Linked DNA regions of Mus musculus: region 1 is linked to region 2. The links are chromatin contacts, called in public Hi-C maps. All regions are on one chromosome and are shown on one strand. The core of a region is the stretch at or near the end of the contact, and the rest is flanking DNA. Distances in the headings are between cores, read along the strand shown. Region 1 holds the start of Gm32707 (a long non-coding RNA gene). Region 2 has its middle 11 kb from the start of Rusf1.

Region 1 (7,034 bases), core at 3,348-5,847, 38 kb before region 2:
CGCCATCTCGCCAGCCCCCCCCACCCCCAAAATGTATTCTTTGTTTGTTTGTTTGTTTGTTTGTTTGTTTGAGACAGGGTTTCTCTGTATAGCCCTGGCTGTCCTGGAACTCACTCTGTAGACCAGGCTGGCCTCAAACTCAGAAATCCACCTGCCTCTGCCTCCCAAGTGCTGGGATTAAAGGCGTGCGCCACCACCGCCCAGCTCCAAAATGCATTTTTAAAAAAATAATAAATGAGGGGGAAAAAGCCTTTCCTTTCTGCTTAGAGCTGGAGACAGACTGCACACAAGGCTCTTTGACCTCCAGAGAGTGTGTTGAGCACAGTTCTAAGGCTGTTCCTTTGCTCTCTGACTCACAGCGACTTTCCAGAAGGGTTAATGGAACCCTGCTGAATGCTTTCCTGGATACTTTAGAACATAAATGGACTTGCACAGCGACCGACCAAGGTGACTCCACCCCACTGCAGCTCAGAATGTCCACTCTGCACTCACATTATTATAATGGAGAGGACTACCCAGAGATGCTTCCACACCATGAGTGTGGACCAGAATTAACTGACCACCCCAACACTGCAGGGCCAGTGCCACCTGTATGGTCACAAGATGTCATTCTAACATTTTCTGGGGAAACTCTGCTCTGCCTTTGTAACAGCAAATCCCCACTGTGAATTTAGATAGGGCAGATCTTGTTCCTAGGACCATAGCCATCCACCCATCCATCCATTCATGCATGAATCATCCATTCATCTATACACACACTCATCCATTCATTCATCTATACACAACTCATCCATTCATTCATCTATACACACACTCATCCATTCATTCACCTAAACACACACTCATCCATTCATTCACCTAAACACACACTCATCCATTCATTCATCTATACACACACTCATCCATTCATTCATCTATACACACACTCATCCATTCATTCATCTATACACACACTCATCCATTCATTCATCTATACACACACTCATCCATTCATTCATCTATACACACACTCATCCATTCATTCACCTAAACACACACTCATCCATTCATTCATCTATACACACACTCATCCATTCATTCATCTATACACACACTCATCCATTCATTTATCCACTCATCCCTCCATGTATGTGTTGTTCATCATTCTGTCTATTCATGCACACATTATTCATCTGTCCAACCATCCATCCACTCACCAATGCACCTTCCATTAATCTGTTCACTTATGCATCCATCTACACACACATTTACTCATGCACCCATTATCCATCCATGGATATATGCATCTATCATGTGCATGCATGCATGTATGCCTCCAACCGCCCATGCATGCACTCACTATTCACCAGTCTACCCATCCACTCATGCAGCTATGCATCTGTCCATACACCAGATCTATCCACCTACTTACCTTTCTATCCATGTATCTACACAGAGCACAGGGTCTTGTTCTTAGGACCATAGCCACACATCCATCCATCCATGCATCTAATCACAAGCTAACATCAGTTTTCCAGGCCCACTAACTTCCCAGAGAATCATTCGCAAGTCACTCTTTACGCTTGGAGTTGATCCGTTCTCACGTTTCCCCCCTCCAGGAAGAAGAGCATCTGCATCTGACCTCCTTGGGAAGCTGGGGAATCACTGCCCTCCCTGTGCATGAGAGCTAGGTTTTCTCCTGCCACTCTGCATTGTCGGCTTCTTCAGAGGTTCTCCTCTCCTCCCCTCCCCTCCCCTCCCCTCCCCTCCCCTCCCCTCCCCTCCCCTCCCCTCCCCTCCCCTCCCCTCCCCTCCCCTCTCCTCTCCTCTCCTTCCTTCCCACCATTCTAGTAGAGGATACACGTAGCGGGATGTGTGTGTGTGTGTGTGTGTGTGTGTGTGTGTGTGTGTGTGTGTGTGTAGTTAGGGTCTGTGCAAGCATCTCTGGGAGGTAAGCATATTGTCCGTCCCCTTTAGATCTCCCATGGGAAAGGAATCATTTTCAAAGTCAAGTTGGCAGGCTTTATGCAAATGTAAACATGCTAAATATTTATGATGTTCACTAATGAGGGAACCAGGAAGAGGACAACCTGGTTCAAAGAATAAATGAGGTGCTAATAATTCTCTAGAAAAGAGTCCCGGGGGAGCAGGGAAGGATGCCTGTGTAGAATGTACGATGTTTAGGGCAATGAAACTTTAGTATCATGCTGTCATAGAGTCTACATGCCATAATGTGTCCAAGCTCATAGAACTGTGCATCTCAAAGTGTGAACCCTAATGCACCGTGGACTTCACTAAGTAATGATGTACTGATACTGACTGCTTACATCTAACAAATGGACTGTGCTATTGAAGGGAAGCTAGTTACTAAGCCTGGTGGGGCAGGCCTGTCATCCCAGCTATTTCACCTGGGAAGCTGAGTTCAGGGTCTCAACTGTGAGGTCAAGGCCAGACGGGGCAATTTAGTGAGAATGAGGGATGGGGGAGGGAACTCTTTGCTTTCTTGCACACCTAGATATGAGCAAGCTGCTACACTTCCCTGTTACCACAAAGCCACCCACTTCCATGCCTTCTCAAATGTGATAGACTGTTTGCATCAAGTAAGAACCCAAGCAAATCTTAAAACAAGTATATCGTGCAAGAGGCAGGAATGGGCTGCCTCCTGTGAACCTGTAATATCTGTGTTTGTCCCTCTCGGATGCCGAGGGAACAGCTGGAGGATGGAGGCCTCAGGTCCAAACCTCACCTCCTCAAGTCCTGAGTGGCTCCAGGCCAGTGGACCCTCTCATGCCCACTTTTCAAGCTCTTAGCTGAAGTGGCAGCTGGATGTTGTTTTTCCACTAAGCCGTCTTTGTCCTCTGATGGAATCCAAGAACATGATACCTGCAGAAGGGTCTGGGTTAGGGCGTCCTTCCCCGGGGAGGGGGGAAGGGATCCTGGATGTTCCTCACCCACCTCCCTGCCCAATACCTTTTTCAGATTTCCCTCTAGGTGTCAATGAGCGAACAATTTCTTCCTGTCCCACATTTCCCAGAAAGCAAAGCTTCGATAAGCCAGGGGCCCAAATGCAAACTCAGGAAGCAAACTTTTGCTTCTAGAATGGTGAGACAGTAAATGCTTCTTGGTTTGATCCACTTTGACTTTAATGGGCAGCAGTCAGGAGCTTTCTCTCTCTCTCTCTCTCTGTGCTTTCTATGTACCAAAGACTGATAGACACATTATTGTGTATTCACGTGTGTGCTCATGTGGACAAGTGTATATCCACAATGTATGTGCTTGTGAAGGCTAGAGGTCAGCGTTGGGTGTTAGTCCTCAGTGCCATTCATCTTGTTTTGTGAGGCAGGATTTCTCACTGGCCTGTAGCTAACCAAATAAGCTAGTCTGGCTGTCCAGTGAACCCTAAAGTTCACTGAACCTTGCTCAGAGAACCCATCTGTCTCTGCCTCCTTATCATTAGGGTTATAAATGGACGCCACCACCTGCCCAGCTTTTCCATGGCGGTTCTGGGAACTGAACTTAGACCCTCCTGTTTGCACGGCAAGCACTTTACCAGCTGAGCCTTCTCTCTGGAGTTGTTGTAGGCATACATTTTTCTCAACCTACTGTAACAAGGGTTCAACCTCTCCTCTAGCCCAGCACCCACCAGAGGGAGTGGGAAAGAAAAGTCATTAGAACACGGGGGAAGTAGACCTGTTTAGAAATAGTTCTTTGGAGCGAGTCCAGTCTTGGTTGTTCTCAGTCCAGTCCACTAGCAAACACCACACACAAATCAGAATCTGTAGACCAGTCCACTGGACAGACACCACACAGGAATCAGGAGCTACATTCCAGAGCGATTCAGGAGGACCCAAGGAGCTATGTAAAGAGATAACTCACATCACATCACATCACATCACATCACATCACATCACATCACATCACATCACATCACATCACATCACATGGCCCAGCAAATTGTGGGTCCCCATGAAGGTGTCATGATCTGGTGGCCACTTTAGCACCCAGCCAGGGCCTGGAAAAGGCCCCCTCATCTCTGGAGGCTTAGAGGTAGCCACTCAGGATGGACCCTGACTCTCATTTCTCCATGGACCCGTGGTTCAGGACACTCAGGACTCATGCCAAGTCCTTACCACTAGTACACAACTCCTAAAAATAATAAGTAATAGAAATAACCAAATACAACAGATCTCTTTTAGAAACCACTGGCTTTAGCAAGCTGAAGGGCTCTTAAACCTGGTGGGGCATCGTCATTCCAAGGGTGGTCAACTGTCTATTTTTGTTCCAGGCATAAGACTTTCAGTGCAAAAGCCAGGATGGTCCTGGATAGCTAGGTGCATCAGTGACTAGAGATGCCTACTTCCACACACCATCCCATCACCTAGAGATTCTGTCTCTAGCCCTGCTCAGCCAGCACCCTGGGGATATCTCTGCTACTTCACCTTCTCCTCCAGGCTCCTGGGCTTTCTCTGTGACTCCTAGTCCCACTTCTATTTAAGGGGTGTTTGCTGACACTTGGATTTTTCAGGCTGAGATTTCGATGATAGAAATAACCCAGTGTCCTATTCACCATGTGTCCCCTGGGGCCTGGCACAGAGCCTGGAGCCTGTGGAGAGACTGAGAACTACATCCTGTGTCATGCATGAGCTCATCCCATCACCATAGCAACAGATAGCCCAAAGGCCAGGAGTATGGCTCTGGTTCTTTGGCAAAGCTCAGACTGGGTGCTCAACTCATCTACAACATGGGGCATGGACCAAGAAACCACTGCTGTGTCTTTGCTGTTACTCTTGACAGAGCAGTGGCTATTCCATAGCTCCCAACAAACTTAAAAACAACCAAACAACAAACTCCCAAATGGTGGCCTTTGCTGTAATGCAGTGGCTCTCAGCCCAGGTGATCTTAGAATTATGTGAAGTTTGAAAAAATCCTGATGCCCAGGCTTGGTCCAAGGCTATTTGGATCCTGGGTATAAGATTAGTGTTTTGTGTGTGTGTGTGTGTGTGTGTGTGTGTGTGTGTGTGTTTCTCTCTTTTTTTCTCTGTATGTTTCTATGTGTGCTTGTCTGTGTGTCTGTCTGTCTCTGTGTTTCTCTGTCTCTTTCTGTGTCTATCTTTCTGTGTCTCTGTGTGTCTGTCTCTCTCTTTCTCTCTGAGTGAGTGTTTCTCTCTATATATGTTTCTATGTATGCATGTCTCTGTCTCTGTGTGTGTGTGTGTCTCTCTCTGTGTCTACCTATGTCTCTGTGTGCCTGCCTCTTTCTCTGTTTCTCTCTGTCTCTGTGTGTGTGTGTGTTTCTGTCTCTTTCTGTGTCTCTGTATTTCTGTCTCTCTGTTTCTCTCTGTCTCTCTCCAATTGAGTGTGTGCTTCTCTCTCTTTGTGTGTCTCTGTGTCTCTCTATCTTTCTGTGTCTTTGTGTGTCTCTCTCTCTGTTTTGTGTGTGTGTGTATGAGAGAGGTGTTATTTTTCTCTCTCTTTTCCTCTCTCTCTTTCTCTCCCTCTGTGTCTCTCTGTGTCTAACTTTCTGTGTCTCTGTGTGTCTGTCTCTCTCTGAGTGTGTGTGTGTGTGTGTGTGTGTGTGTGTGTGTGTGTGTGTGTGTGTAGGGGCTAAGGGACAAGTTTGGGTGTCATCCTTAGGAATACTATCCACCTTCACTGAGACAGGGCCTCTCAATGGTTTGGAGCTCTCATTTAGATGAGACTGGCTGGCCAGGGAGCCCCAGGGATCCTCCTGTGTTTGCCTTCTCAGTGCAGGGATTACAAGTACACAGCAACATACCCGGTCTTCTGTGGGTGTTGGGTTTTGAACTTAGGGACTCACACTAGCAATGCAAGCAGTGTGTTACTGGATGAGCTATCTCCTCGTCTGCCCTTCCCTCTTTTGAGAGAAGGTCTTGTGTTGTCCAGGCTTGCCTTCCAGACAAGCCAAGGATGCCCTTGAATGTCTGACCCTTTTGCTTCCACATCCTAAGTTGCTGGGGTTACAGTTGTGTGCCGTAACATCCAGATCCTATGGTGCTGGGGACCGAACCACGCATGCTAGAGAAGCATTCAACCAACTAAGCAGCCCCAGCCCAGAGCCTTTCCTTTGCTTTATCTCGAGGTGATTCCAAACAGGCAGCCAGTTTTGAGAGCCACTGCTGTGACTGGCATCCCCACCGCACACTTGAAGCCTCCTCGTAGGTGGCATTTGCAGAACGTCCTGACAACCCCCTTAGTGTCAGAAAGGATCCCCTGGTCAGTCCCACCATGTGGGTGGGTGGGTGATCATGGACACTGTTCAGAACCACCAGGGAGTTCTGGGTCCCCGATCCTCTGCTGCCCCTTATCCTGATGATCAGGGAACCTCCACCTGCAAGAGGATGCCAAAGATAAGATGCAGGGACCGTTCCTCACATCCTTAGAGCTGTGCTAACAAATGGTTAACGACCAGAAGAGGGGATCTTGTAGATCTCTGATTCATATTATTTGCTAATTGCTGTGCTGTCAATACTACCCCCCGGGCCCCGGGTCTGCTGCAGGCTCTCCTCCTTCAGTGGTTGAGCAGAGGGTTGGGAAGAGATCTGTACCATATCTGCCAACTTTCAAGAGCTGCAGCAAGGCAGTCCCCACCCCCACACTCATGTAGCTTTCACTGTCATTATTTGGCCCCATCCCCCAACCCTTGCCAATGGTTCTTAGTCTGCTGGGACTTTGAAGATACACAGGCACCAACAGCTCTTGCTTGGTGGTGCTCTTTTGGACCTCTGACTGTGAACCTGGGCTATACAGACTCAGTGGGGCATCTTCACACTGACTCATAATTGACCCAGACAGGAGATGCTCAGTAGTGGAACCACATGTGGTACTTCTTGATATTCAAGATAGTAATTTCCATTCAGGTCACATTTCAATCTTCAGCGTCTATGGCAGGTTCGGGGAGGGGAGTTGTCGTGGGCTTCATTGGCAGGTAAGGAAACTGAAGGTTAGTGTGGAGGGGTGTTTCTGGGTCCTCCACACCTGAGAGAGTACCCAAGTCTCTGGACAACCAATGGGGGGCTTCAGAACTCATGCCCCCA
Region 2 (7,319 bases), core at 581-3,080:
GCCCTCTACCCCTCCTTCCTCTCTTTCAAACCATGGCGTCTTTTGTCATTGATCGTTATTGGATGAATATCATGTATATTCCTAAGTATAACCTGTCCAGTCTGTACACTGAGGCTTGTATGTGTGTTTTCAGGGCCAGCCTTTTGGTATTGGATAACCGATTGTGCCCTTCTCTGGAGAAAACCATTTCTTTTGCCCTCAGCCTTCCTTAGCTGCCTGCCGTTCTTTGTGCAGGGCTGAGGCCTCCCTGGGCTTCCCCCCACTCACTTTGGCTTGTCTATTCGTGTCGTCTTTGTTCAGCTCATGCTTGGGAAGTCATGTTTGTGAGATTTATGAGTATGCCTTCTGACAGTACTAGGAGACACAATCTCATAACCTATCCCCCGATCTTCACTCCCTCTTCCGCAATGTTTCCTGAGCCTTACGTGTGGGAGTGTTTTGTAGATGTAGCCATTGGCACCGGATGTAGGACCTGGGCCAGATATGAAAGTTTGCTTGTAGCCCACACCACTTCTGAAAGGCTGCTTCATGAGGAAACCCGTTCTCTCTCCTTAGGAGAGTTTGGGAAAAGTTCTAAACGGCTTATAATTAATTGTAAATGAATAAACAGTTGGGCCTTGTGCTTTCCCTCTTCCCTCTCCTTCTCCTTTTCTTTTTCTCCCAAGTGAAGTGAACACACTTGCTTAGCTGCTTCAGACTCTGAAAGCTGCACACTTCCCAGCTGCACAGGCATCGACAGAAAGCCACCAGCCTTCAGATCAAGGGGAGTCTGAAGAAGAAACAAGGTGGGCTAATCAACCCCAAGACCGAGGAGATGGAGTGCTAAGCCATGGGCTATTTTATTACTTCAAACAGCTCGCCTGTCTTAGGTTACCAGTGCTGTGAAGAAACACAGAGATCAAAGCAACTTAGGGAGGAAAGGGTTTGTTTTGCTTAGGTATCCCGAATCACAGCCCACTGAGGGAAGCCAAGGCAAGACCTCAAACTGCAGAGGCACCAAGAGGCAAAAGGTGATGCTGAGATGGTGGAGGAGTGCTAACTTACAGGCTTGCTCCTCCTGACTTGCTCAGCTTGCTTGCTTATGGCATCCAGAACCACTAGCCCAACACCACACACAATGGGCTGGGTCCTCCCATATCAATCACTAATTAAAGTGTCCTACAGCTCTGCCTTCAGCCTGAGGTTGTGGAGACATTTTCTTAAGGAGGTTCCCTCCTTTCAGATGACTCTAGCCTGTGTCAAGTAGACTTAAGGAGAGAGGACACCTCTCTGTGACCATAGTCCCTCCTCCTCCTCCTCCTCTTCCTCCTCCTCTGAAGAAGAAGAAGAAGAAGAAGAAGAAGAAGAAGAAGAAGAAGAAGAAGAAGAAGAAGAAGAAAAAGAAGAAGAAGAAGAAGAAGAAGTAGAAGTAGAAGAAGCACTGATTTGGGAGTGGGACTAGGAGTCTTTCTAAAGCTTCTTTGAGTTTTAACTAGACAGAGGATGACACCTTGAGAATCAAGACTATCCTCAATGTTCCCAGCATGCACGTCTGGCCTTCCGTTCTGCAGCTGCCCCCAGGCTCACAGAAGCACTTGGGGGAAAGGAAGGACTGTGCCCTTGGCAGTTATGGAGAAGCAGGGACAACTGTCCACAAACAAGGTTGGGAGAGGGGGACCTGTTTTTAGCCCAGATGTAAGTTTTTTTGGTCTGTTCTATCTCTTCTTCTACAGAGCATCCTCTCCCCAAGTCTGAACAAATCCCTATCAGACCTTCTGGGTCTGAGACACTGGTGCCTCCCAAGCTCTGGGGATGGTTTGTGACTCAGCCCTAGCCAATCAGAGTCACCTGTCTTCCAGTCCCAGTGACGCGTTCAAGAACGGGCAAATGACTCAGCCCCAGCCAATTAAACCCTTCGGCCTTCCTGTCACAACAATAAGGTCAAACATGGGCGCTTAATTTAGTCATAGCCAAATTGGAAGTCTGTTTCCTGGCCACAGTGGTAGATTCGAGGAGTGGCCCATGCCCTGACTTAGCAACTGGGATCAGGGCTTGTGACTGCGGTCCTGAAGCTGCAGCTAGAGCTTCTTGGAAAGAGGCCTGGAAGGACCTCTTATCTTCCCAAAAAGGACTTCTGGAACTCACTCTTATCTCTAGGGTGCCGAGGACTTAGGGCTGATAAGATATCTTTTCCACCTGTCAGTTAAAGGCCAGCCTGAGACCTGGGCATCTGTGTCTGACAGGAACAGCAAGTGGGAGACATTCGTTGCTCTTTTCACAGGGAAATGGCTGAAAGGCAGGGGCTATTTTAGTAGGAACTCACAGATTTTCAGTGTGATATGTAGAGGCCACTCACAAATGTGGCTTTCTCTTTAGTGAATACTTTGATTGACATGGGTGAGCTTCATGCCAGGTCCTCCCCTACTTGGCCACCAGCACTGGATTCTTGCCTGAACTCTGCCTTTCAGTGTGGGTACAGGCTCCATATCTCTAGGCACAGATGGTTCATAAGTAGCCACTCCATGAAATATTTAGCTTTGGTGTATATCAGATTCCAAGGGGGTGGGGGGTGGGGAGGAGGGCTTCTCAATTGGAAGGGGTAACAGGGGTGCATGTGGGCAAGCAGACATGGTCCCAAGTGATAGTTATGAAACGGCATGCTAGATGATCATAACCACAGGAGGATCCTGGCCACTGTGGTTCCCTGTAGGTCTGTAGTCTGTATCTGTTAGCATGAGGCCCTTCACACAGCCCGCTGAGCACTGTCCCCCACCCACCCACCCCCTGCCTCACAGGGAAGAAAAACAAACCTTTACATCTTTCTCCAACCAAGTAGCAAATTACCAGAACCAGACCAAATTACTATGAGTCAGACAGTTTTATTCCAGTATGGGAGAGAGCACAGTATTTCTTATTTGACTGGAGCGAGATAAACCCCCTGTTTCCCAGAGCAATTGTGAGATTTCATGTCTGATATTGTGACTCCTTAAGAATTCATCTAGCAGGCTTTCTTCCCCTCCATATGGTGTTTGCTGTCAGTATAGAAACACGGCTGATATAAACACAGGCACAGTAAACACGTGATTCTAACACAAGCTGTCAAGCTCTTCCAACTGTACAGATGATCCCAGGAAAGAAAGCCACTTACTACCTGGTCAGGAAGAGACAAAGGGACCAGAAACCATCTTCCAGCCTCCAATGGAGGATACATTTATCCTTATATCCAAAAGCAGAGATTCCTTTAGGAATGGATGACTTCATGGGGGAGGGGCGTGAGCATGGGAACGGGCTAGGTGATGGGAGAAAGCGGAAACCAAAGTTCTCAGCATAGCAAGAACAACGTGAACAAATCAGATGCTTCCAGCGAAGCTGGAGGCAAGAGGAACCGTGTGGCAGAGCTTTGGAGTAGAGCCTCTCTGAAGTGTCACAGCAATAGCTGTGCCACTGGTGGCTTTTGTGGAGAGTCCCACTCTGTTTCCCAGTGTAGCCTGGGAAGCTCAGGAGGACAGAGCCTTTTCTTTCTGTCTCTCCAGCTGGAGCACCTGGGAAGCTATACACACAGGTACGTATGCACTACATAATCACTGTATACACACACACACACACACACACACACACACACACACACCACACCACACCAGACATATACTCTCACAACAGCCCACACACATACACACCGCACACATATACACACATACACAATGCACACACATACACCCACCACACAGAGACTTATATGGACACATGATATACACATACCACACCACATACACTTGTACACTCTCACACACACATACGCTCACACACAACAGTCCACACACATACACACCACACACATATACACCCATATACAACTCACACACATACACACACCACACATACACATACACATATATGCACACATGTAAACACACACCACTCATACATACACTCTCACACACATACACACCACACATACATACATATATGCACTCACACATACACACACCACACAAACCACATACACACATGTACATATACACCCATACACACCACACACACATACACATATACACCCATAACATCACATACACACATATATACCATACACTCATACACATCACACACACACATGGCTGGGGGTGAAGACACCTCTTGTAGATCCTGAGATCTTGCTTTGAGCCATGTATCTCACTGCTATGCCCTCCTGGCTTTAAAGTACCCACAAACCACTGGAACAGTCCAGCTTTGTTTTCCTTTATTTACCCACCAACCTCTCTTCTAAGACTTCTTACTTCTCAGTACTAGAAAGTTCTTTTAGTTGTAAAGGTCACTTCTTGAATCCAGGGCCAAGTATGTGGCCTCTGCAGGGTGCCATGGAGTAGCCTTGAAGGGGTGTGGCTTAAAGAAAATGTCAAGTGCCTGGGGGGTAAGGGCCAGGCATGAAGGAGCAGATATCAGCAAGTCATGTTAAGTGGGGTAATGAATTTACCCAGTGGGAAGTGTAACTGTCTGAAAACCCATGTTCAAACACATAGCAAGCCTCTTCTCTCTGTCTTCCCAGGTCAGCCTGACATTTGCCAAAATGTCAACCAAAAGAGATTAGAACAAGACCAAAGGCCTTGCCTTCACAACTTAATCCTAGCAATAGCTGGCTGCCTGACTAAGGCCTCTCACCACTACTGACATACTACCCAGGCCCATGGTCAGGGACAACACAGGGGGCACGGCACTCTAAATGGATGGAAGACCTAAATCTGAAACCCAGGACATTGAAACTTCAAGAAAAAAACACAGATAGTACCCTAAATAATATAAGTGTGAGCAAAGACTGTCTAAAGAGGACTCTATTTACCCAGGGATCCAGGCCAAAAACTGACAGATGGAAAAATTGAGAGAGGCCTGCCCCGAAATGAGGGCACTTGGAGAACAGAAAGAAATCTCAGAGCTCCCCAAAGAGCCCAGCCCACATAGGACATCAGGCCCATAGCACTGCCTTCTTCTGAGATCCTGAGGACTGTCTGGTACTGAGGGCACTTGGAGAAAAGGGAGGGGGTGTTCCCCATAGAGGGAGCCAGGCATCCTACTTCCGAACCTCTACCTAGTATCTTCTGTTGCTTAGACCTTGGGGTGTTCCAGAGAAGAGAGAACTTGGAGAAAAGAAAAATATCCAGGACTCACCAGAGAGGGGGCCAGGTGGGAGAGATGTCCAAGAGTGTAAGGTCTTCTCTGAATTAAAGGCACTTGGAGAAAAAGAAGTGACAAGCTCCAGGATTCCAGGATAGGTGGCCTAGCCTCCAGCATCCTCTAGCACGCTGCTGTCTGCCCAGACCACAACTCTGACACCACTTGCCTAGGATACTGGGTCACATGGAGTCTCTTTGAGAACAAGAACAAAAGCTCTCAAGCTGCATGGACCTGTGGTTAGGCTGCTGGAAATGCTGGGCCTTAGCATCCTCTCAAACCACACCTTTAGGCCTGCCTGTAACAGAGGGTACTTGGGAAAATGTGGGGAAAAAGGCTTCCCAGAGAGGGCCCAGTCTCGCTAGGATGCCCCAGCCTCTAGCACCCTCTTGTTAGAGAACAGGGTAGGTGGTAATGGGGGATCAGGTGTGTGTGTGTGTGTGTGTGTGTGTGTGTGTGTGTGTGGTGCAGGTGTGTATGTGATGGAGGGCACTTGGAGAAAAAGGACCCTAGGACACACTGAGAGAGGCCAGGCCAGTGGGCAAACTGGACCCTAGCACCCACAGTCTCAGAACTCTGAGGCCAGTCCAGGATGGAGGGTGTTCAGAGAAAAGGAAAAAAAAAAAAAGTTCCAGGACTTTCTGGAGGTGGAGTTGGAGGCTTGGGGGCAGGGGGTGGGAGGGGGGGACAGAGATTGGAAATGAGGGAGGGCAGCATGGGAGGGGCCTCCCCAGCAGCCTTTCATAGTCCCAGAAAGAGGTAAACCTTATGGTTGACCCGCTCAAGCCTGTAGCCCCGGTTTCTGAATAAGAAAAATGGATTGGCAGTAACTGGCATGGCACTGGACCCTAGCACCCACAGTCACAATTCCAGGACCTTAGAAAGAGTTTAAGGTCAGTATGGTCTACATAGTGAGACTCTGTTTCAAAAGAAGTTACTTGAAAGACCCCACTCTACCTTTCACACCCCAGGTGCTGAAGAAAATGAAAGATAGGCTTACCGGGAGCATGGTGTTGATAGTGAGATAGACTCCTGAATCTAGAAACTTGAAGGAACCTGTTTAGGTGAGATTTCTCAGAGTACAGGAAATCGAGAGGATTTACCAGGCTCACACTGTAATTAGTGATGCTGCGTTCCATAACAAATGCATACAACCTTACCCAAATAGACTCGATTCTCTGTAACTTAAAATGTATGTGTGTATGCAAAAGTGTGAATCAGAGAGGCAGAGAGGCAGAGAGGCAGAGAGGCAGAGGCAGAGGCAGAGGCAGAGGCAGAGGCAGAGGCAGAGGCAGAGGAAGAGGCAGAGGCAGAGGCAGAGGCAGAGGCAGAGGCAGAGGCAGAGGCAGAGGCAGAGGCAGAGGCAGAGGCAGAGGCAGAGGCAGAGGCAGAGGCAGAGGCAGAGGCAGAGGCAGAGGCAGAGGCAGAGGCAGAGGCAGAGGCAGAGGCAGAGGCAGATGGATCTTGTAACTTCAAGGCCAGTGTTCTACATGGTGAGACTCTGTCTCAAAAATAAAACCTAAGTTAAATTAAATGCATTTATGGAATCTTTAGATCACAATCTACTATGAAATAGTAGCCAATCCTCTACTCCTTGGAACACACAAACTAGGAATTTCTTATTCGCAGCAGAGAAGATCCGAACAATGCAGAGGAGGTCTAGACACCAGCACTAAGGACAGAACGATTACGACAGTCTTCATTTACAGATACCAAAAGGGCATATTACTTGTATTCTTCGTTCAGTTAAGGCAAAATGATATAGTTAAGCCATTTTCTAGGTGTTATTAAAAAATAATGACAGCTTCTCTCTCTCTCTCTCTCTCTCTCTCTCTCTCTCTCTCTCTTTCTCTCTCTCTCCCCTCTGTCATTGTTCCTTTCCTATAATACATATGTGTATGAGAACATGATGGAGGAACATCCCTTTCCTCCAAGGTCAGTGACATTATTAAATATCATCTATTATGATAATGTTTAAATTTTACCATTATTATCTTTTTTTTTTTTTTGAGACAGGGTATCCCTCTGTAGATCATGCTTGCTTGTAGAAAACAAAAATCACAGAAATTATACAAGGTAAAGAAAATGAAATGTAGGGAATCCAAAAAAGAAGAAAAAAAAAAAAAAAAAAAAAAGAAAGAAAGAGATTTAGTGACGTAACCGGCAGGGCTAGCTGT

What was found. Hi-C and Micro-C count contacts between places; a contact is called where the count stands out from the background.
Region 1: a contact with region 2 is called in a Hi-C map of bone marrow-derived macrophages, with 4 times the contacts expected there. The contact joins two enhancer-like sites. A contact is called at or near these places in 13 of 39 promoter capture datasets (the 3T3-L1 cell line, 3T3-L1-derived adipocytes, the C10 cell line and 9 more), 6 of 15 datasets of contacts at CTCF or cohesin (the G1E-ER4 cell line, the NIH/3T3 cell line, embryonic stem cells and 3 more), 123 of 484 Hi-C or Micro-C datasets (the 3T3-L1 cell line, 3T3-L1-derived adipocytes, the 63-12 cell line and 65 more) and 9 of 115 datasets of contacts at active chromatin or transcription factors (the HPC-7 cell line, Th17 cells, astrocytes and 5 more).

The regions. Positions count from the first base shown.
Region 1 is chr7:128,346,339-128,353,372 of GRCm38.p6, reverse strand. Gm32707 (a long non-coding RNA gene) reads left to right here and starts at 1,786. Exons shown (of 3, transcript XR_378506.3): 1 at 1,786-7,034. Within about 2 kb of position 4,597, at least 60 of the 459 cell types and tissues checked have an H3K27ac peak or open chromatin away from gene starts, as enhancers often do. A contact at or near this core is called in the HL-1 cell line, the N1E-115 cell line, adipose-derived mesenchymal stem cells and 7 more, where this site is marked.
Region 2 is chr7:128,305,117-128,312,435 of GRCm38.p6, reverse strand. No RefSeq gene overlaps it. Among named protein-coding and RNA genes, the nearest start is that of Rusf1, 11 kb to the right of the region's middle. Within about 2 kb of position 1,830, at least 77 of the 459 cell types and tissues checked have an H3K27ac peak or open chromatin away from gene starts, as enhancers often do. A contact at or near this core is called in the HL-1 cell line, the N1E-115 cell line, adipose-derived mesenchymal stem cells and 7 more, where this site is marked.